Regions from separate parts of the Mus musculus genome. Here all the other regions are linked to region 4. A link is a contact called in public Hi-C, HiCAR-type and promoter capture Hi-C data. All regions are on one chromosome and are shown on one strand. The core of a region is the stretch at or near the end of the contact, and the rest is flanking DNA. Distances in the headings are between cores, read along the strand shown. Region 1 holds the start of Alg9 (asparagine-linked glycosylation 9 (alpha 1,2 mannosyltransferase)). Region 2 holds the start of Dlat (dihydrolipoamide S-acetyltransferase (E2 component of pyruvate dehydrogenase complex)). Region 3 holds the start of 2310030G06Rik (RIKEN cDNA 2310030G06 gene). Region 4 holds the start of Ddx10 (DEAD box helicase 10). Region 5 holds the start of Sik2 (salt inducible kinase 2). Region 6 holds the start of Pih1d2 (PIH1 domain containing 2).

Region 1 (3,541 bases), core at 1,039-3,538, 2.5 Mb after region 4:
TCCCTCCTTTTCTAATGACTGCCTGTGTCAAGCTGACATAAAACTAGCCAGCACAACAATTTTGGCAAACATAAGAAGAAATAAACTTAGAAAGGTGGAAGAATGTGGCTTCTGTCTAAGAAATGGGACTGACCTGAGGAAAATGCCTAAGTTTATTTCCCTCAAGTTTTGGAGTAATCATTAGCTTTAAAACCTATACCCACAAGTATTACTTAGACTTGCAAAACCATTTAAAAGATAATTGTAAATATCACCTTTGAGTATACCAGCTAAAGGTCATAGACTTTAATAGTAATTAAATCAACAATATGGGCTTTCTTTTAAGACCTATTTTATTTGCGAGTATATCTGCATGAGTGTAGGTATACATTTGTGTGCCTAGAGACCAGATGAGGACATCAGATTAGTTCTATTTTGAGACAGGGTCTCTCTGTGTAACCCAGGCTGGCCTAGAACTCATAAGAGCTGCCTGCCTCTGCCTCCAGAGTGCTGTGATTAAAGGCATGGGCCACCACGCTGGGCTGTCATATTTTGTCTTGGAGCTGAAGTCGCCTAAATTTGAGCTGCTGGGATGTGAACTATAATCCTCCTTACAACCATAAACCAACAGTTTTTAAGATATAAAAATGAAAACAATGTATTTTAATATTTTCCACACTTACATTCTACATGTTTAATTTGTCCTAAGTACCAAATCAAGATCAAAGGCCAAAATCCCAGAACTAGGGGCGAGGGATGTAGCCCACTGATAAAGTATTGCTTCAAATGCCCAAAACCATGGGTTAGATCCCTAGGATTGCAAAAACTAAAGCCCAGCTAACGAGATCACCTACTGGTTCCCAGTAGTTGAATGTTTCATCACAGTCCGAGATGTTGCTCAGAAGGGCTGCGCACAACCTCGCTGAGAGCAGACACTTGAAAGCAGTGGATCCTTCAGGGGCCCAGACTTGCCCTGCTTTATTTCCAGACCTGCCCAGAAGGAAAAAGCAAAATCAATCGTCTTATCAGGAAGGTCCTGCTAGGGAAGACTAAAACCCAGACAGGAAAGACAGGAATGGCAAAAGACAGCGCCGCAATAAAACCATTCACCTAAAAGAACTAAGGCTTTGTTATCCTTGAGAGTGAATAAGGAATTGCGTTTCCAATCGCACCGTCCACTTCCTGCTTCTAAGGTACACACTAATTCATACACCTTGGCCTGTTTCACCTCAAGCCAACTAATCACTCGCATGAAGACCACAGTGCTCTCTCTCTCTCTCTCTCTCTCTCTCTCTCTCTCTCTCTCTCTCCATTTCTTCCTTAAAGTCATTCCTTGTCATGGCTTTATCTCTTCCCTCCTCCTTCAAATGAATGAGGCTTAATATAAGACGCACGTGCAGACCGCCTCTGTTCCCATATACTAACAGCCACTTTAACGCAGACCTAACCTACAGGCTACCGGCTGCGAGGCTGAGGGGTTCTAGGGCTGGAAGCCTAGAGGGAGGGAGAAAACAGTAAACCGCAGTGAGACTCAGATGTAAAAGGCATACCAAGGGCTCTCACAGAGGTTCTGCTAACTCTACCAGCACGAAGCCTGCTCGTGTGGACTTGAACCCGAAGCATGGCAGACCCTGGCTGCAAAGATGCAGGGATCTGCTGCGGAGGGGCGATGATCGACGCCAAGTGGGACGCTCCCACGAGGGGCAGGAGTAAGAGCGCCGGGTGGCAGCCGAGATGCCGGCGGAAAGCAGACCCCCGGCGAGGAGCAAAGCCGCACGGCTCGCAGCAAAGAGCAGACCCCAGGCAAAGAGCCCCAGCTCGCAACGGAGAGCCGACCCCCGGGTGAGCGCAGAGGCCCGGTGGGGAGCCGACCCCCGGGTGAGCCAGAGCCCCCGCGGAGACCCCCGGGTGAGCCAGAGCCCCCGCGGAGACCTCCGGGTGAGCCAGAGCCCTGGAGGAGACCCCCGGAGCCGCCCGACCCACCCGCCGGCCACGCCCTCCGACCGCACACGTACTCTGGCCGCGGCTCTGCGCCTGCCTCCCGGCTGCCGAGCTGTTCCAGCTTCTCCGCCGCCGGGCCCGCATCCCCACCGCCGCCGCCACCGCCGCCGCCACCCTTGAGGCGCTGCCGGGCCCTTCGGCTCGCCATGCCCAGCGTCGGGGAAAGGATAGAACTCGGCACGCTACGAAATCGGCGAAGGCGCAGACATTGCTTGGCTGGAAAACGGTGTCCGCCGAGGGACAAAACGCCTCGACATGCGCAATAAAAACTGAAATACTGTGCCAATGGACCAATTGAGGCGAAGGCCGGAACGGCAGATTTCGCTTGCTCTCCTACTTCTGACTCTGGGTATTTCGTCCTTCCTTTATAATTTGCTTCCTCCACTTCTCAGCACTCCATCTTGCCAACGCTACAGTGTAGTAGTGTGTGGAGGTATAGCACAGCTGCCTACCCAAGGAGAGGTCTCTAAAAGGTTGCTTTAACATTTAACACCTTGCCTTGTCTTGTTGAGAGAGATGGAGGCAGCTAATAGTTCCTAAGAGACAAACCAGTGAGGCCAGGATTCAGACTGAGAAGTGAAAACCTGAAGAAATGCTACGCAGATCGTTCAAGCAGGCAGATGTCACTGACGTTGCTACAACACGGCTGGCTGGAGGTGATTTTTTTGTTTGTTTTTGGTTTTTTTTCATACATGCTTTTTAATTCTCTCTGCCTCCTTGCCTTTACTGCTAAGGAAACCAAGGTCCAAAGTTGCTTGGGTAATAAATGGAGGAGCTATATTCCAATTGAGAATCCTTTACAAACACATACTATTCTCACTACATTAACAACAAAAAAAGAAAGAGAGAGAGAGAAAGAGAAAGAAAAGAGAAGGAAAGGAAAGGAAAAAATAGAAAAGAGAAGCTCTTGTTGGAAGCGGGTTTTTTTTTTAAGGGGGGGGGGGGGCGTCCAGACTTGGTTTCAGGGGCCTTTCACAGAGACCCTTTACAAAGACAACTCCAGCAGATTGCTCACCCAATCCTGACAGCAGTGCTGCCTACCAGTAGAAATGCATACAGGATTCTAGAGGGAACATTGAGCTTGACAGAGTTAAACAAAAGGTTATAATGCCACTTCCTACATCGTAAAAATGGAGACTGATCATATACACCAGTTCCCACACACAGTCATTAATTACCAAGCCCACATCCAACCAGTAGAACACACGTGTATCCTTATGTAGCCTTTGATGAAGACTAAGGAAAGAACAGTAAGGATGTGAGCAGAGAAGCGCTTTGGTCAGACAGGCCCAAATGTCAAGCCTAGCTCTGACACTTAGGGTTCTCTGACTTCAATAGCCAATGATGAAAGATAGCAGTATCATGATGTTAATCCCAAATGTGTAACACATGTGATAAAACGCTCATAAATTCCACAAAGTCAGAAAGAGGAACTGAAAGTGTGGTGTATATATTGAAGTACTTGTTTTGTTTGTTTTTTTCTCAGGATCAAAAAGCTGAACTACAATAAAGTCACCAGCCACCAGTCTGAAGGGGTATTTTTGTTTGGTTGGTTTGTTTG
Region 2 (3,612 bases), core at 387-2,886, 2.6 Mb after region 4:
AATGAGGGAAAATATACAATATTTATCTGAGACCGAGTTAATTTGCTTAATTAAGTTGCATCCATTTTGTGAATGACAAACCCCATTATTTGTGACTGAAAAAAAATTACATTGTGTCTATACCCATTTTCAATAGACATTCTTTTAGGATGGACACATAGTTTAGTCCTATAAATGAGATACCCGTGTGAACTGTGCTGTCAGTCTAAAAAAAAATCGCTTAAATAGTTACTACAATACATAGAGTTGATTTATAGTTGTCAATATTGAGGATGCTGCTTCAGATAAATATGTACCATATGAGCTGGCAAGATAGCTCAGTGTTGGTCTGGAGAGATGGAGTTGGTTAGCATATACACAGAAAATAATGTCATAATTTAATATATATATATATATATATATATATATATATATATATATATATATATTATATATATACATAGAATAGGAAAATCTAGGGAGACATTTACTGGAAAATTTAGTCCTAATCTCAAACCAAAATTCACTGATTGATTTTCTATGAAATTCAAATCAGCCACGGCAATTTTAAAATCCAAATACTCATAACAATTCAACCTAAAGATTATACTACTATAATGTTTATATAGAAGGGATAACTGTGGGAAATGTCTTTCTGCAATTAAATCATTATGCTCACGTGAGAGCAGAACACTTTGTACAGTAAAACCAGTGCGAATCACACCATACACGGGGAATCTGTGCCAAGGTGTTTCAGGCAGTGTTGGCTGGCCTCGTGTGACACCGAGGGCATGGCAGTACAAAGGGCACGGGTGTCCTCACAGCCACAGCTGCAGCGACGCGGTAGGATTCAGTGTAGGCAGCAGTAGTGAGAAACAACCTAGGTTGGCGCGGCTGGGTTCGGCAGCTTTTCACTGTTGCCATTTTTTTTCTTTTGACCCCACATTGTTACTCCATAGTTTAAGAAAGGTTTCTGTTGTTGTTTTCCTATTGAATTCACAGAACTGCGGGACAGCACGACAACGACTTTCGCAAAGTTGTATCTTAAACCTTTCTTTAAAAAAAAAAAAAAAAAGAATCTCAGTATGTAGCCCAAGCTGGCCTGGCAATGAACAGCATTAAACCAGGCTGTCCTGGAATCTAGGGTTCCACCTGCCTCTGTCTCCGTAATGCTATAATTAAAGGAATGTGTGTGTGTTAAAATATTTTCGCTATTTAAGAGGATACGGTGGAAATCTGGGGGTAATAAAACTGCTTTTTACAAACAAGTATCTTTATAGAGGAAATATAATTAGTCTTCTGTGACTAACTGGAAATGTGAAAATGTACCTTTCTCTTGGCTGCCCTTCACATCATTTGGCTGAAAACCCTGCTGCTCCCGTTTCCGGTGGGTTAGGGACCTAGGACAGCCTGCACGGGGCGGGCTCTGCAGCCAAGGGTCACCCCCTGATCCCCCGTCACTCGAGGGCCTTTCCTTTCTCCAACTTTCCAAGGTGCGCCCGCACCCATCGACCTAAAGCTTTGCATTACTGTCAGCCCGGGCTCTTTTCCCCAGCTTTTTCTTAAAGCAAAGGCGGTCGTTCCCTTTGGCACCGCCTCCCTGCCCTCAGGCTGCAGCCGGTCCGACTCTCGGGTCCCTTAGAGCGGCCCTGGTCCGTACTTCCCATCCTCTGCGACACCTCTCCTAGGGCCTTTCCCGTTTCTCCCAAACGTGCACCGCCCCCGCACTGCCTCGCAGCGCCTTCGTCACCGCAGATCCTAAGCGGCAGCCTCCCGTCCCTCTCGGGTGTCTCCGACGCGTCCCCCCCGCAGAGGGGCACGGAAACCCTACGTTCCGGTCGCCCGTCCAAGCAGCCGCTTTTACGACACTGCGCGACCGCAGTGCGCGGCTGACGGCAGAGCCGCGCTGCTCTTGGAGAGGTCACTCCGGAGACGGCGGAGCCTTTGGGGCGTGGGGGTCGGTGGCAGTAATGTGGCGCGTCTGTGCGCGGAGGGCGCGGAGTGCTGTGCCCAGGGATGGGTTCAGGGCTCGGTGGGCGGCCTTGAAGGAAGGCCCCGGGGCCCCATGCGGGAGCCCGCGGATTGGCCCCGCTGCGGTCCGTTGCGGTAGTGGGATCCCCCGCTATGGGGTCCGCTCCTTGTGCGGCTGGAGCTCCGGCTCCGGCACTGTCCCGCGTAACCGCTTGCTGCGACAACTCCTGGGGTCGCCCAGCCGCCGCTCTTACAGCCTCCCTCCGCATCAGAAGGTGAGTGACCCACCCTGGAGCCTGTTGTCCTTCAGAGCCCGCTCCTTGGCGTGGGGAATCCTCCTTGAGAGGCCTCCGACAGCCAGCTCCCTCCCAGATCTATTACGGTCCCTCGCCCAAGACCTTCCCAGTGGGCATCTTTTCTATTGAAAGAGGTCTAAGCCTGCGGCTATGGGCAAAAGGTCTGAGAAGTCTCACGTGCTTTCTCAGATCCACTAGACTGACTGGAGGATCAACCTGCCTCTGAAAGTCATGAATTTCTGGAGTGCTAGATCTCCCTTTGTATCTCCAGTGAACAGTTTGAAATGTGACTCAGTAAATACTCTGCATGAACTTGGGTGGAATGAAAGCACGCCGAGGGCTAAGTATGCCTGTTTAAATGTATGCTTCTTTTTCTGCAGGTTCCATTACCTTCCCTTTCCCCTACAATGCAGGCAGGCACCATAGCCCGCTGGGAAAAAAAAGAAGGGGAAAAAATCAGTGAGGGTGATCTAATTGCAGAGGTAAGTCTTAAAACACGCAGATTTTACCTAAGGGAGTGGCTTTGCTGAATAGACTAAAGCTTAGCCTTCTGGTAGGTAGTTTCCTCTTTCTCTTTAAGAAGCAGCTCCCCTCCCACCTCCCCATTTATTAGAGATGATTGGTTAGCTACGTTGTCAGCAGCTAGCTAAATTGTTTTTGAGATCACGGTGTAACTCTGGCTGGCCTGCAATGCTCAGAGATATCCCCCCCCACCCCCAATGTTACAATGTTAGCAATGCCTAGCTTCTACCCAAAATGTTTTTAAACCGTTCTTTCAAGTCTGTGGTAGTGGGTTTTATCTTCGTATGGATTTCTAGACACATTCCAGTTAACTGCCTCTTGGCAGTACAAACCTAAGCCAGTGCTTTTGTGCTAACAGGTTGAAACTGATAAAGCCACTGTTGGGTTTGAGAGCCTGGAGGAGTGCTATATGGCCAAGATCCTTGTTCCTGAAGGGACCAGAGATGTTCCAGTTGGGTCCATCATCTGTATCACAGTTGAAAAGTGAGTAAAAACAAAAAGAAAAAAAAATCTTTGTAATTTGTGAACATTTGTTGCTTTTAAAGCATTTCAACTCAGATTGGAAGTTAAAGACATGTGAGGACTCGCTGGGAGGTTAGGGATTGGATTTGCTTTATAAATTCTATATTTATGTATTCTTTTTCTTCAGGCCTCAGGATATTGAGGCCTTTAAAAATTATACATTGGATTTGGCGGCGGCAGCTGCCCCACAGGCAGCCCCAGCTGCAGCCCCAGCTCCAGCTGCTGCCCCAGCGGCACCTTCTGCAAGCGCTCCCGGTAGCTCCTATCCTACTCATATGCAGGTAAGACTCAGCCTCTGAGTGCCGGCTCCTGGTGACTTGTT
Region 3 (3,565 bases), core at 217-2,716, 2.5 Mb after region 4:
GCCCTCTAAAAATCTGGGTAAGATCCTTTAAGCTGCCAAAGAGGTTGGATGGAAGTGAAGCAAATTATGAAGGGCTTTGAGAGTTCTATCCTGTAAGTGATAGGAAATTATTACTGGCTTTTGAGACAGGGACGCAGGTTACAGGATGAAAGGAATGTAGTTAATAGTAGGATACGGAATGGCCTGCAGGATTGGAACATGAGATAGTAGAATACAATGCTTAGCCATCTGATCACTGAGAACAATAGTAGTAACAATGGTTAAGACTTACTGAGGGCGTCCCATGCGTCTGGCCTGTTCAGAAGCTTTGTACACACATACCTCATTCAGTTATCACAGCCCTATGAAGTGGCCACTCTCAGGCCCGTTTTTCCCAAGATGAGGAGGAATTCAGAATCCAGTGTACTCCATGGAGTTCAGGGCTGACTATGAATATTCCAGGACAATACTCAAAATGCCAAGAAAATATTGAAGATCGGAATTGCAGGTTTCAAAGATTTTCTTAGAGACATATTCTCCCTTCTCTCTTTCCTTTCTTTCTCTCTTGTTTGTTTCTGTTTATTTAAGACAGGGTACCTCTATGAATTCTATGAATTCCTGGCTGTCCTGAAACTTGCTCCTGTAGCCCAGGCTGGCCTCAAACTCTCAGAGATCCTCATCCTCCTGCCTCCCGAGTGCCAGGAGGTATACACCATACTCAACCTGGTAACATATTGTCTCAGGGGAATTCATTCAGCTGCCTCATAGTTTCTGGCCAGGGAAGAGTGAATCCAATTTTGGGTCATTGGAAGCAGAAGCTACAAGCAGGGGTAAGTAGAGATTTCATGGTCCTGGACTGGGGAGAGAACATTGAGTGCTCCGTGCCAATCAGTTAGCCATCTGGTTTATACCAGAAAGAGGATTAAGTAATACATTCAGTACTTATGCCTTGGTGTGCTGGAAATCTAGATGGTAAATGGTTAGGAGATATGCGCACATTATTAATTCTAGTCGTGGGAATATGAGAGCATTCCATTTTCCTACATTTCAGGTTCCAAAAGCCTCTAGGATTCAAACCCAAATTGAGGACATCAGAAACTAGTACCAATTACCTTGACAGTGAAACTCAAACCTGAGTGTGGTAGGGCAAACGTAGTGGCCGAGCTTTGACTCCCTTATGGAGGGTCTATTTCAAAGGCCGTGCGATACAGAGAGACACATTTCCTATGGAAACTCAGAGCCCTTTTGTATCTCAGGTTTCTTTATAAATCGAAGCTTGCAGCTTCATCAAAAGGAGTTTCAAATCCCTAAGGTGAGATAACTCTCACCTGGAGCCCGTGTGTCTTCCTGCCCTTTGGCTGCGAACAGTCACTTGGGAATCATTCCACCAGGTGGCTTCCAAGGTCCAACCTACTCGGTTGAAATCTGATCCTGACAGACTTCCTGGGAGCCGTTGCCGTTCGCTCAGCCGGGAACCAGGAAATGCGCAAACCTCTTTATGTCTGAAAACCAGCTGGGCTCCCTGGGAGACACAACCGCCATGGGAAACCGGCTCTGCTGTGGGGGAACCTGGTGAGTAGGGCCGAAAGGTGGAGGGGACCGCCTCCGGTGGTGGATATGAAACCCTGAGAATCAGACAGCCTGGAGACCGTCCGTGCCTTCCTCCACCTGCCACGTCCTAGGTGGAGCAGAGAGCGGTGCCTTAGGACGCTTGGAAAACACAGCAAGCTGGAGAGTGGCCAGAGGTTGGCTGCACCGGTGGGCCAGCCTGGTTTCTCTCTTCTCTCCTTTCCTTCCTTCCGATGCTCTCTCCTTTTTTATTCTTCCGCAGATCATAATAACGGGAGCATTGGAGTGCTCTCTATGTGCAGTCACTTTCTAATCTGGGTTAATTGTCCCAGGTCTTCTGTGAGTGAGTGGTCTTACCGTTGTTCCCATCTTGGCCGGTTAAGGAGCGGAGGCTCAGAGAAGGTAGTGTCAGTCACATGGCTAGTAGCTTAGCAGGTAAAACAAGATTCCAAGCGCGGAGGCTAGACTTCAGGGCCCATACTTTCCTCACTAGGTAATCAGAGATGTGACCATGGATTGAGCAACTGAATTTGGACAAATGTTTGTTTGAAACTGCAGAAGTGGGAAGGAAGAGAATCCACTGGAACTGTGAATATAACTTTCATGCTATTTGCTGTGTGGCCTCATGCAGTCCAGTCAATTCACTGGGTCCTCGATTTTTTTAAAAATATACAGTCCCTATTATTTGTATCATAGGTTGGTTTTAGAGATCGAAAGCTAGTAAGAACAAAAAATACAAAATAAAAACAACAGCAACAACAACAAAAAACCCCACCAAATAATAGATTATTTGTGGTTTTTGTAACTTTCCCCCCAGGGTGTTCACCACCACTACAAACTCCCAAATATGGCTTCATCCTGTCAGCTGCCTCTTAGCTATATGATCCATGTCTGGGTCAGAGTTCAAAGAATACTTATTTACAGGTAAACATCACATGTAGAGAGAAAAGTGAGATACATTGGAAAGCACCTAAAATTTGAAAACAATACTAGACTCCAGTCCTGTGCCTGCTAGTTTATTAATCTAGTTGGTTATTAAACAAATATCAACTGAGCATGTGCTGGGTACCAGGAAGTGACAGATACAGAAGTCAGCAATAAAAGGAAACTTGGATAAACATGGTAGTGAATGCCTTTGATCCCAGCTATTGAAAGGCAGAGGCAGGCCATTTCAGGATAGCCAAGGTTACATAGAGAGACCCTGTCTCAAAAAACTAAAAATAGACAAATAAATAAGACCCTGCCTATAAGTGTATATTTGTTTACATGTATATTTATTTATTCTTTGTTTGATTTTTAAGGCAGGTTCTCTCTCTGTCGTCCTGGAGCTCTCTATGTAGACCAGGCTGGCCTTGAACTCAATAGTCTGCCTGACTCTGCCTCACTAGTGCTAGGATTAAAGGCCTGTACCATTACAGCCAGCCCTGATTTACTTATTTTTAGAGGGAGGTTTTGATCTGTAGCCCTGATTGGTCTGTAACTCACTACATAGACCATGTTGGCTTTGAACTTGTGGTAGTCCCTCTGCCCCTGCCTCCCAAGTGCTGGGATTGCAGGCAAGTTTTGTGTCTGTCTTTTGTTGATGCTCATAATATGTTAGGAGTCATGCTTAATATCTTACACCACTCTATTTAATCCTTACTAGCAATTCCATGATGTTTAAATTCTATTAACAATTTTCATTTTAACACTGAGAACATGGAGGAGGTTCAGGGAAGTTGAAAACCTGTTGAAATTCTCTCAGTTAGTCAGACACAGTCATTCTAACTCCAGAGCCCAGTCTAACAATACTGTGCTAAACATTGTAACCAAAATCTGGTTTGTACCGTAAAATACTAGTAGAATTGGACAATTTTTTTTTGTTTCTTATTGTCATATTAAAAACCCAGACTTCAACATTATTTGAAAATTGATCATCTCTCTTATAGAATATTTATTATAGCCATTTTTGATACAGAAGCAGTAAGCATTTACTGCAGAAAATTTGGAAAATAACCAAGGATAAAAATAAAAAGAG
Region 4 (3,810 bases), core at 660-3,159:
TTTGAACTCACTTGTCCACTGTTTCTGTCTGACTGGGTTTCATTGGTAGGATCTGTGGGATAAGAACTCGATGTTGGTCTCTGATTTTGAGAGCTCCAACATTTGTTGATTTTTCTGGCACCTTTGCATCAATACCAAGTCCTCCTGAGTTTATTGGCTAGACAGTTATAGCCCTCAAAGAGAATATCCCAGTCACACTACAGGGGAGGGGTTCCTGAGGAGCTGAGAGATACATTTTTTTTTTTCATCAGTGGTGGAGCTGCCTAACATTGCTCATACTTTAAAAAGAAATCTCAATGGTCTGGATAATTATACTCATTGGTTCTCTAAGGGGTAGAATCCATTCCTTGCTTTAGTCATTGTTGGTGCCCTATTTCACTTGCCCTTGGAAAAGTTCACAAGACACATGGTGTTTGTGTGTGTGTGTGTGTGTGTGCATGTGTGAGTGCATTTAAAAAGTATAGTGATAGCAGGGTTTGGTGGCACACACCTTTAATCCCAGCACTTGGGAGGCACTTGGGAGGCAGAGGGATTTCTTAGTTCGAGGCCAGCCTGGTCTACAAAGTGAGTTCCAGGACAGCTATACAGAGAAACCCTGTCTCGAAAAACAAAACAAAACAAAACAAAAAAAGTGTAGTGATGGAAAATATGAAAAAAAATCTTGGTTTAACTTATAGCTATAGTCATAGTCGTGGAAATAAACATTTACTTAACTTAAAAATCATTATAGCTGGGCAGTGGTGGCACACGCCTTTAATCCCAGCACTTGGGAGGCAGAGGTAGGTGGATTTCTGAGTTCGAGGCCAGCCTGGTCTACAGAGTGAGTTCCAGAACAGCCAGTGCTACACAGAGAAACCCTGTCTTGAAAAAAAAAATCACTATAAAATATACAATGTGAATATTCAGTTAAGGCCACCCAGTTGTTAAAACTGAGAGTAAATGTGATGGTTTGAATAAGAATGATTTCCATAGGCTCATATATTTGGAGTCACAGTTTCAAAACTTTGGAGTTTCAAAAGTCCATGCCAGGCACAGTGTCGCTGTTCATGCGTGCGTACGTGCGTGTGCGTGCGCACGCAGGTGTGTGTGTGTGTGTCTGTGTGTCTGTGTCCTGCCTATGGATCAGGATGCAGCTCTTAGGTACTGCTCCAGTGCCCACCTGGATGCTGGCATGCCTTCCCTGTCATGATGATAATGGACTAAACCTGTGAAACTGTAAGCCAGCCCAGTTAAATGATGCTTCTTTCTATAAAAGTTGCCTTGGTCATGGTGTCTCTTCACAGTAATAGTTCAGTGACTAACACAGTAATCATCTCAGGGTTTGGTTTTTGTTTTGTTTTGTTTTGTTTGTTTTTGACACTTTGTAAGATAAATGGTGATTGATGTTTAGGATGCTCTCCAGAGGCATCTTTACGATGTCTATGTGTAAGTGTATTTTTCTGTATTATGTAACTTTTTGTTAATTGAAAAGTTTGCTTTAAAGCATTTTGAGTCAACACGGTGGCATTTAACTGAAATTAGAGTATTCAGGAGGCAGGTGAATTCTTATAAATTTGAGGCCAGTCTGATCTACAAAGTAACTACGACCTACATACTCTATAACGTATAGCAGTGTACTCGCGAATGTTGGGCACACTTGAATCCAGAGTAAATGAAAAGCAGTACTTTACGCTGAGTATGACTTCACCATACTAGCAATAAGCAGTGTACTTGCGCTGTTTCCGGAAGCCCCAAGCACTCTCGGAAGCAGTGGAGCACGCCCAGTTCCTCCGTGCACGCTTTCCCCTGGCGTCTTAAGATCGCCCCGCCCAGCGGAAGCCAAATCACCAATCATCGTCCGCGCATTGCCTGTCGTCATTAATGTGTGCCCACTCTCCCCAGCTTGGGGGCGGGTTCCCGGACTTGCGCGTGCGCCCCTGCGCCTTCTCCACACGCTGGTTTCGCGTCTTCCGTGCTGTGCCTTGAGGAGCGAGGAGGCTCCCGTGTAGCGGCGTCGTGGGTCCTGGCAGCCCCCGCCATGGGCAAAACGGTTGCTTCTCTGGGTCAGGGAACCCGACCCGACCCGGTGCGGAGCTTTAATCGCTGGAAGAAAAAACACAGCCACAGGCAGCACCAAAAGAAGGAGCGGAGGAAGCAGCTAAAGAAGCCGGAATGGCAGGTCGAGCGCGAGGGGATCAGCCGCCTCATGCAAAACTACGAGAAGGTGAGGTGGGCTCGGGGCACGTTCGGCGGGGCTCTGGGGAGCGAGGGTGGGTGCAGCCCGGAGGTGTTGCCGCTGTGGTGGACTTAGGGTCAGGGTGGTGTGGGAAAGGGGCGGACCCGGCCAACGGGGCCTCACTAGTGGTCTGTTGGGTGTCGCTACCCAGGTCTGACTCTTCTACTTTCCGCAGTGCTGGGAAAAGTGATAGAAATGCGGTGACACTCCGGGTAGGGACATGTGGTGCAGCAGTGGTGACAGAACAGAGAGGCAATAGTGACCGCTGTGGAAAGAACCTAGCGGATGGAGTGAGAGCCTTCAGTAGAGTGCTAGCCCAACACGCAGGAAGTCCTGGGTTCAATCCCCAGCTCCACATAAACCGGGCACATATTGAGCACTAAGGAGGTGGAGGCAGGGGGATCAGAGGTGCAAAGTCATCCAAGGCTTTATAGCAAGTTCGAGGTCAGTCAGTGATACGTGAAACTTGGTCTCAAAAATGAAATAAATAAGCTAAAATCTGGAGTGATGTAAGAAAACGCTGTTGTTCGTGGGAAATGTTTAAAATAATAGAAATATCTTTAAGTACTCTCCATGTTTTATATTCTTTGCCCCTATCTTGAGGTGTGGATGGATCCTAGTAGTCCATTTAACGGATAAGAACTGTAGAGTTTGGAGAGGATAAGAAACTGGCCCTAATTTCCCACATCTAGTAGTGTGGAATTGGAACCTAGACCTGTGTCTGTTTCCACAGCTCTCGATCTTTAAGTTGGGAATTGGCTCTGTCCCTTAGCATCATCTTTTGTTCTTTGTCTCATTGTCTTCATGGTTTTCACCAAGAATCAGTGGAAAGACAATGGAATGTGTTTGCCTCTTCCTGACATCAGCATCTTGTAGCCAGTGTTCCTAGATGAGTAGTCTCATAGTTAACACTTAGACAAGCTGGCGTGTTTTCCTGCCCTAGGTGTCTGCCCCTTAGGAATGTTACTTCTATCCATCCTCTTAAAACCCATATTTTCCAGCATTCATCTACCTTTCTCACCTTTCCAGTGAATGCCACCTTTCTAGTTTGGGATTTAATAGGTAGAATCATCCTGGAATTAAAAGTCATTACTTGCTATCTTGTAGCTTAAACAGCAACAGCAACAGCGACAACTAGATAAACTGTTCAGAGTTGGCAACATTTAAGAATTAGTTGGGGTTTTGACTTCAGATAATTTGATTCGGATTTGGCTCACCAGCTATATGACTTTGGTTACTTTTCTTACACTATTCACACCCTCCCCCCTTATTTTAAAAGGCTTAGTAGTAGTACCTGCCTCATAAGTTGTGAGGAATTAAGATAAAGTGTGGAAAACATTATTCACAATGCCTGTCATATAGAAAAAAGACAAATTAAAAAAGAGGCTATTATTAACAAATTGCTTTTGGATTTTGTTTTGAACTGTGACTAGAATTGCTTGGAGAATGTAGCCTTAGCCTGTGCTTGGTTTACTTCCGTGGAGCTGTGACTCCTTGTTTTGTTCTACCCAGAACTTTTCTGAGTTCATATCCTTATTTCTGCCTATGCTGAATGTCTTAGTTAGGGTTTTACTGCTGTGAATGAACACCATGAC
Region 5 (3,494 bases), core at 648-3,147, 2.2 Mb after region 4:
AAGTAATATCACTTCAGAGATATGTCCTGGGTACTTCAGATCAGAGGGCCCTGTGTGTTATTTTATTCCAATTGCTAACTAGGATCATTCTATCAGGAAATTGACTGTCAGATTTCTTCACTATAATTTGTTATCTTTTGTTAATCCTTCCCAATGATTTTTTTATTCCAAAGATATTTTGAGACTGTTTAAATACCCTATTCCCCAACCAAACTTTACCCAATGACTTTAACAACTATTGTTAATTCTTGTCTGAGCCAGTTATTACTATAACAGCCACAAAATGGTGATTTCATAATTTTTACATGCATCCTCTTCTCATTTATCCTGACTGGGAACATAGCTCAGTGATACAATACTTGCCTAGCATGGGTACCGTTCTGAGTTTGAGTTTCCTGAATGAGATGGGGAGGGCATAGACATTTAAGGGGGCTTATCACATATACAATATTTCTGAGAACCTGTCTAAAAAAAAAAGTAAAGTGACAAAATGAAGTATGAGCTCCTTCTAAGATTTTAATGTAGGCTGGGAATGGTGACACCTGCCTTTAATCTCAGCACTCAAGAGACTGCCTAGTCTACATGGCAAGTTACAGGCTATCTAGGGCTACATAGTGAGATGATGTTTCAAAAACAAAAAAAAAAACAACAGTCCCAAAACAATAAAACACTAGGGCCTAAGAGATGGCTCATTGGCTAAAGTTACCTACAGCAACCACCCCTAGGACTCACAGAGTGGAAGGTGAGAACCAACTCCCACATCCTGTCCTCTGACTTCTTACACAAAATAAAAAGTAATGTGTGTTATAGTGTATTTCCAAAATTGTTGGTTTTTGATACTTAGATTGGCTCAGATTTGGCACTGGTGGGCCCCTTCAAGCTGGCTTCTGACATATTCTTCCTGTTGTATACAAGGAATCCCCTGGTTTACTCATATTAGATCTTTCAAGAGCATCTTATACTTGCCCCCGCTGTCATTACTCCCAAACGAGTTGCGTTTCTTTTAATGGACAATGGGTACCCAGGAACCAAGGTCTGGACACACATAATATATTTCAAGATATTAAAATGTTGTGTTTACTTAGGTCACCATATGGAAGACTGGTGTGATGGGTTATAATTAGAACTCTAGCATTACCTGTGTGACGTTGGCAACTCCCTTCATTCTGGCAGCCTGCTGCGTCATCTGGAAACAAATCGGATTAGATACTTTTTAACCGTTTACAAGTTCCCAAAGCGTTTTAGGATAATACCGGGTCACCTCTCCACAGAGACATGCTCAACTAACATGCTCAACCTACATTTCAGAGGTTCCAGACTCCGAAGCCCATTAGCAATTCCAAATTCCGGGCTTAATCATCTCTGGGGTCTCTTTAGCGCTGACATTTTTTTTTTTTTTCTGCAAGTGACCGACTGCTGTGAGTAGGAATTTAGACGTCAAAAAGTGGAGAGACTTATTTAGTACTGACAAGGGAGCTAAAATGAACACAAAGAAAAGAGGCTGTGAGCAATGCATTGCTCAGCCACGGTGCTCCTCGGGCTCCAAATTTAGCGCTGCAGTCCGCTGAAGAAGAGGTTTTGGCGGGAAGGGCTGCCCCGGCGGAGAGCGCCCGCCAGGCGACCCTCCAGGAGACTGGCCCAGTGCATCCTCCGCACGGCCCACCAGGGCTCGCTCTTGCGCTTCTGCTGGAAGGCAGGAGGAGCGGGGCGGGGCGGACGGCGACCCCGCCCCCGGCCGCGACGCCCTCCTCAGCCTTCTCAGGCCTCGCCGCGGCCGGAAGCCTCGTGCCCGCCCGACCCGCGCACCGCCCCTCCCTCCCGCCCCCGACGTCGGCGCGGCTGCGGTAGCCATGGTGACCGGTGGAGGCCCGCCCCCGCCCCCTGCCCCGGCCCCCTGACGTCGGCTCACGTCAGCGCCGGCGCGCGCCTGGCTGGGCCCTGTGGGGCGGGAGGGAAGCAGCGCCGGAGCGAGAGCCGCGGCCGTCGCCCAGAGCCCAGGCGCGCCGCCCGACGCCCTCCTGCCCGCTCCGTGCCGCTTCTTGCCGGCCAGTTCGTTCGCGTTCCCGTCGCCGTGTCCTGCAGCGGGGGCCAAGCATGGTCATGGCGGATGGCCCGAGGCACTTGCAGCGCGGGCCAGTCCGGGTGGGGTTCTACGACATCGAGGGCACGCTGGGCAAGGGCAACTTTGCCGTGGTGAAGCTGGGGCGGCACCGGATCACCAAGACGGAGGTGCGGCCCCGGGGTTCGGCGGGAGCGTGGCGCGGTTGCGCCCCGGGCGGGGGACGGCGGGCCTGGCACTGCGGGGACCGCGGGGTGCAGGTCGAGTGTGTGTGGGGTGTCCCCGGGAAGCCACACAGGCTTCCGTCCCGACTCTCCCACCCGGGAACCTGGTCTGTGGCCTCGGCTCCTGAGCACAAGTTCCGCGTCTTCCCGGCTTTCGGCTGGGGGTGGGGTGGGAGGGGAAGTCTCTGTGCTCCGGGGCCGCGCGGGGACCAACGTCGCCGGCCGGAGAAAGGGGACCAGCAGCTCCCAGGCTCGGCGGACGCGGAGCGCGGCCCGGACCAAGCCCTCCTCTTCTGCCCGGCGAGGAGGGGGTGACGCGGACCGGACTGGTGCGGACGGGCCGCTGTCCATCTTCTCTGGGCCCGCAGGGTCTCTGAAACGGTTCTTTGGCTGGCTTGATCACTTGCAGGAGGTATAGCAAATACACCAGACAATAGAGCTGGTTAAAAATGGTCATCTCAGCTCTGCACCGTTCTCTGGGGTTGTCCCTTTACCAGGTGTGCATGCTGGCTGCGAGCACGCATTCCTTAAGCCACATCAGATGGACTGTACTCAGCTCTCGACAGCGTCCTGACATTGACTCTCCAGCATCCTCCCTCCGTGCACTGTACATATTTTCTCCCCAAGTCTGCGTTCTTACCTAGCCCACCCTCTTCCTTCCATTGCCTCAAGCTGCTCTCCTCGGGGTCTCTATTTTAAGACGTGCAAATTAAATACCTTGGAAAAAAAACGATCGAAACAAAACCATTTCTTAGTCTACAACCTAGTGGTTTTGACGTACTCTATTCTGCCTTGTGATTGCCACTTGAGTTTCACCGATTTTCAGTTTCTCTCCCCAGTTTTCATCCTTTTCGGGTTTTTTTCCTACTATGTTCTTAAGAACGTTCTAATCTTTGACTATAGGACCTCCACCCCCACCCCCTGCCCAGGATGACTTACGCTTATGTAAGGTAAAGGGCATTTAAAAGCCTTACTGTTTTCTTAGCAGTTGTACTTAAAAGTTTTGCTTCATGTCCATTTCCATAAAGAAGGAGGACATGTCTAACATGTCTTCACTTTTTGTTTTGCCTCACAAATCCCTGACACACCACTTAAATCTTTCTTCTTTAGGGCATCAGTACCAAGGTCAAAATTTTTCCTTTCACAAATTTACCAGTGTTATGAATCTAGATTGCTATAATGATAAGTATATTGACATTACCAAACTTTTG
Region 6 (3,687 bases), core at 821-3,320, 2.6 Mb after region 4:
ATCTCCCCAAAGCTTCTGGCTCTTCATTCTAAATCCAACTGCTGTTCTCTCCCAGAGGAACTGGACAGGAGAAGGAGCTGAAGTTAGCACTGCTCCACGTGTTCTGGACCTCACAGCACCACTTCATTATTTCACTAACAGTGAAATGGAAATGTCTCCAGGCCTGAGTCTTATTAAATCAGAACCAGGAAGCTTTTAATCCCAGCACTCAGGATGCAGAGGCAGGAGGATCTCAGAGTTCAAGGCCAGCCTGGTTTACATAGCATCAGACAGTCAGGACTACTTAAAGAGACTTGTCTCAACAAACATACATTCACTGCCTCTGGGCCAGTTTGATGGCTCAGTGGATCAGAGCACCTGGCTCCAGGCTGATGGCCTGAATTCTTTCCTCACCTCATCGAAGGCGAGAGCCTGCTCCCCAGTCATCCTCTGTCCTTGCACATGCACTCTCTTGAACCCACACACATATAAAATACATTTAAAAAACCTTAATTAATTATAGCACTATTTTCCACCTATCAGGACAATAAAGTTGCATTAGGGGATTTCTAAAATACCAAGTATGAATTTCTTATTTTTACTCCTTCAGTGAAATCTTCCATGTGGTTTCATTTTCTGTTCAGAGAGTTTTAGTAAACTTCTCTTGTGTTAAAGTAGCGCTAGAAAAGGCTACTGTATCCCCTGGCTAACCCAGAGTAGTTTTACTGAAGACCTCTCCTTCCTTGCATCAGTTCTACATACTAGGATCTTGGTCTGTATGCAGAGTTGAGGTTCTGGGTTGACACAGAGCTGTTTGCCATCTTTCAACTCCTGCTGAATGAAGTTCCGGTAGCGCTCGGGGTCATTTTCAGCCAAATCATCGAGCATATTCCAGAACTGGGAAATGTGGGTAAGAAGACCCTTTGAGGACACCGTCATGATGGTGATGAGACAGGCCTTTGGAACCTGCAGAGAGACAGGACTTGAGAAAAGGCATGTAAGGTATTTACTGCCCTGTTTCTTCTTTCAGGGAAGGAGGAAGGCTTTTGCAAGTGTGCTGCGGGTCTTAACTAAAAGATTGCACACCCATACTGCTTTATCTTGGCTTTCCTACAGTCTGTGAGTAGAACCACTTCCTAAATTCCTACGTTGTACCTGTACTTCCGTCTGGTCTTCATAAATACAGAGGGAACAGAAAGGACTTTTGTTCCAATAGTTGGATATTGGCTGACTTGGTGCCTTCCAGACCTGGAATTGTGAGGTAGGGGTGTGTGTGTGTGCGTGAAAGAAAGACGGGTAGAGAGACTGGGGTCGGGGGAGACAGATACATAGACAGACAGTATAGTAGTTAAAAGTAGGCGCACTGGAGCCAGTATGCTTACGTTCTTGCAAACTTCAGACATCTATGTTGCCTTGAGCAAGCAGTGTATATACTCAAAATAAAGATGAGGGGGCTGGAGAGATGGCTCAGCGGTTAGGAGCACTGACTGCTCTTTTAGAGGTCCTGAGTTCAAATCCCAGCAACCACATGGTAGCTCACAATTCTATAATGAGATCTGGCGCCTCTTCTGACATAGAGCTATATATGCAGAACACTGTATATAATAAATAAATGAATCTTTAAAAAAAAGATAAGGATTAAGAACACTAATATTTAAAGCTGGAACATTATGTGAGAGCAATAGTCAAAGATTCCGCCCTCCTTCAATCACCCTCCTTCTGCAAAAGAGAAAGTTCCCAATATTTTTAAAAAGAGGTTTAGAGTCTTCAAATTATATATTAAAGTTAGATTAAATCAACAACGAATACACACTTAATCCAAACGTGGGGGAAACGCGCACGTCTTCTCTCAGTTTGCCGACAAACTGCGACTCCGGTTACCATGGTAACCAGTCCCGGTACACCATCTAACTGGGTCCGGAGAGCGCAAAGTAGAGCTGTGTCTCTATATCCAGTTCCGGTTCTCTTCTCCGGGTCCGGACTGGCTCCTCCGCAGGCCGTCCCGCTTGTCTCTCGGGAGAGCGCCGCCTTCCTTCCTGCACCCGTCAGCTTCCACGGCGACCGGCGAGCCCGCTCTGTGGGAGTCTCCGGTGGGAGGGAAGCGTTTCTCCGGAGCACGACTTCCGGCCCGGAAGGAAGCCGCCACCTTTTCTCCCACCCCGCCACGCGAGGCTGCGGCGCACGGTATGGGTGTGTGTGTGTGTGTGTGTTTGTGTCGGGAGGGCGTTGCGAGGGAAGGCCGCCGAGAGCGCCGGGGCTGCGGCGGGGCAGGGAGCCCGCTGACAGACATGGGGGCGCTTTCCCCCACGTCCCCTTGGAAACCTCAAGCTCCCCCCGAGGCACTCTAGATACTTCCTGGGGCCCAACGGAAGGCCGTGCCCAAGCCCTGTGTCCCCATTCTGTCCCGGGAGTGAAAGCGAGCCGCCGGGCGCCGGCCCAGCCCAGCGAGAGCGGGGAATGCCCCGGTCCGCCCGCCCGCAGGCCGCTTTCCGCGCCTGCGCCTCCTCTGGCCTGGGTCCCCGAGAGCGAGCCGCCGGGCGGGCTCGGCTGGGGGAAGGCAGCCGTAGCCTGGGCCTCGGGTGAGGAGGGCACAGTAACCGGTGGGAAGGCTGCGTTTTCACGAAGGACTCGGGTGAAGCTGCAGAGCTGCCTTTCAGCCCTGACTCCTTGGCTTCCTGGGTCGGAGGAGATCTTGTAATGGAGTGGTTCTTCGTCTCACACTAACAGGATGCCTGATTTCCTCAGGATCGAGGGGTGAGTGAGCATCGGGACAGTGGCACCAAGCCCCTGCTAGCTACACATGTGAATATCGTTGTCTTCTGGGTTTTGGAAAGTTCCGTACAGTGTAGGAAACAAAATGTCCTGAGTAGAGATATTTAGGTCATCTAAAAACTTTTTTACAATTCAGTTTATTTTTTTACTGTTGACATACGTGGTGTTTGATGCCTTCAAATCTTCGTGTTTATATCTTTGCAAGCGAATTTTGGGGAGTTTTGAGATTTGATTTCTAGCCGGGACACTAACACACCCGTTGCCTGAGTCCATGCAGCCTGGGGGCAGGTTACGGCTTTAAGGAATTTGATTTTGAGGAGTTGGGGTAGAGTCCAAACTCGGGGATCCCCATAGGTTAAAAGGCCAACCGAAAATGTCTGGGGAATCATATTGTATCTGTATCGATCACGTACAGACCTTTCCCACTTTGGTCATTATTTTAATCTCCATCGTAACATTTACATAACATTTGCATAGTTTTAAGTATTATAATTAATCTAAATACCCTCACTCATCCTAACTGGAAGAGCATGTCTGTTGGCAGGTGGTGGCAGTAAGAAGATGAGTTAAGGGCTGGCCGAGGCCACTTAAGAACCTGACTAAAAAAACAGTCCTATTTTAAAATACACAGGAGCATAGTTTCTATACAAATATTATACTAGTCTAAAAGAGGAATGAGCGCCCTAGGATTGCTTTGTGTGTGCATGGATGTCACCGAGGGACTTTATCCAGGGTAGCTCTTAGGCTAGGCAAATGCTTTACCAGGCCATACTTGGATTTAGTACCTTTAGGGTCCTGGAACTGATCCGTCATGGATCTTGACTACTTGACAGAGAATCGTGAAGACTGAATAACATGGTGCTCATGGAAAACAAATTTTGAGCAGCTTTGTGCAATTTTAAAGACTAATGTACATCATCCCTTCATCCTTACATG

What was found. Promoter capture Hi-C pulls out the DNA fragments that hold promoters and counts their contacts. Hi-C and Micro-C count contacts between places; a contact is called where the count stands out from the background. HiCAR-type assays count read pairs that join an accessible place to other places.
Region 1: a HiCAR-type map of astrocytes shows a contact between it and region 4, with 4 times the contacts expected there. The contact joins the promoter of Alg9 here to the promoter of Ddx10 in region 4. A contact is called at or near these places in 2 of 39 promoter capture datasets (erythroid cells and pre-B cells), 1 of 115 datasets of contacts at active chromatin or transcription factors (astrocytes) and 2 of 9 other capture datasets (liver and pancreatic islet).
Region 2: a contact with region 4 is called in a promoter capture Hi-C map of erythroid cells, with 10 times the contacts expected there. The contact joins the promoter of Dlat here to the promoter of Ddx10 in region 4. A contact is called at or near these places in 2 of 39 promoter capture datasets (erythroid cells and pre-B cells).
Region 3: a promoter capture Hi-C map of stem cell-derived epiblast-like cells shows a contact between it and region 4, with 5 times the contacts expected there. The contact joins the promoter of 2310030G06Rik here to the promoter of Ddx10 in region 4. A contact is called at or near these places in 1 of 39 promoter capture datasets (stem cell-derived epiblast-like cells) and 1 of 115 datasets of contacts at active chromatin or transcription factors (astrocytes).
Region 5: a Hi-C map of B cells shows a contact between it and region 4, with 5 read pairs. The contact joins the promoter of Sik2 here to the promoter of Ddx10 in region 4. A contact is called at or near these places in 3 of 39 promoter capture datasets (erythroid cells, liver and pre-B cells), 1 of 484 Hi-C or Micro-C datasets (B cells) and 1 of 115 datasets of contacts at active chromatin or transcription factors (embryonic forebrain).
Region 6: a promoter capture Hi-C map of pre-B cells shows a contact between it and region 4, with 6 times the contacts expected there. The contact joins the promoter of Pih1d2 here to the promoter of Ddx10 in region 4. A contact is called at or near these places in 3 of 39 promoter capture datasets (erythroid cells, liver and pre-B cells).

The regions. Positions count from the first base shown.
Region 1 is chr9:50,773,972-50,777,512 of GRCm38.p6, reverse strand. It overlaps Alg9 (asparagine-linked glycosylation 9 (alpha 1,2 mannosyltransferase)), which reads right to left and starts at 2,288. Exons shown (of 15, transcript NM_133981.2): 1 at 1,995-2,288; 2 at 834-969. The coding sequence starts at 2,128. Gm38476 (a long non-coding RNA gene) reads left to right here and starts at 1,974. Exons shown (of 3, transcript XR_379372.3): 1 at 1,974-2,636; 2 at 3,467-3,515.
Region 2 is chr9:50,657,804-50,661,415 of GRCm38.p6, reverse strand. It overlaps Dlat (dihydrolipoamide S-acetyltransferase (E2 component of pyruvate dehydrogenase complex)), which reads left to right and starts at 1,636. Exons shown (of 14, transcript NM_145614.4): 1 at 1,636-2,225; 2 at 2,627-2,728; 3 at 3,127-3,251; 4 at 3,418-3,571. The coding sequence starts at 1,950.
Region 3 is chr9:50,744,428-50,747,992 of GRCm38.p6, reverse strand. It overlaps 2310030G06Rik (RIKEN cDNA 2310030G06 gene), which reads left to right and starts at 1,466. Exons shown (of 4, transcript NM_025865.3): 1 at 1,466-1,551. The coding sequence starts at 1,520. It also overlaps a transcript of Cryab not described here.
Region 4 is chr9:53,246,211-53,250,020 of GRCm38.p6, reverse strand. Ddx10 (DEAD box helicase 10) reads left to right here and starts at 1,909. Exons shown (of 18, transcript NM_029936.2): 1 at 1,909-2,203. The coding sequence starts at 2,018.
Region 5 is chr9:51,007,476-51,010,969 of GRCm38.p6, reverse strand. Sik2 (salt inducible kinase 2) reads left to right here and starts at 1,897. Exons shown (of 16, transcript NM_178710.3): 1 at 1,897-2,229. The coding sequence starts at 2,095.
Region 6 is chr9:50,615,704-50,619,390 of GRCm38.p6, reverse strand. It overlaps Pih1d2 (PIH1 domain containing 2), which reads right to left and starts at 2,070. Exons shown (of 6, transcript NM_028300.2): 1 at 1,793-2,070; 2 at 742-945. The coding sequence starts at 918. Nkapd1 (NKAP domain containing 1) reads left to right here and starts at 1,927. Exons shown (of 6, transcript NM_212449.2): 1 at 1,927-2,163.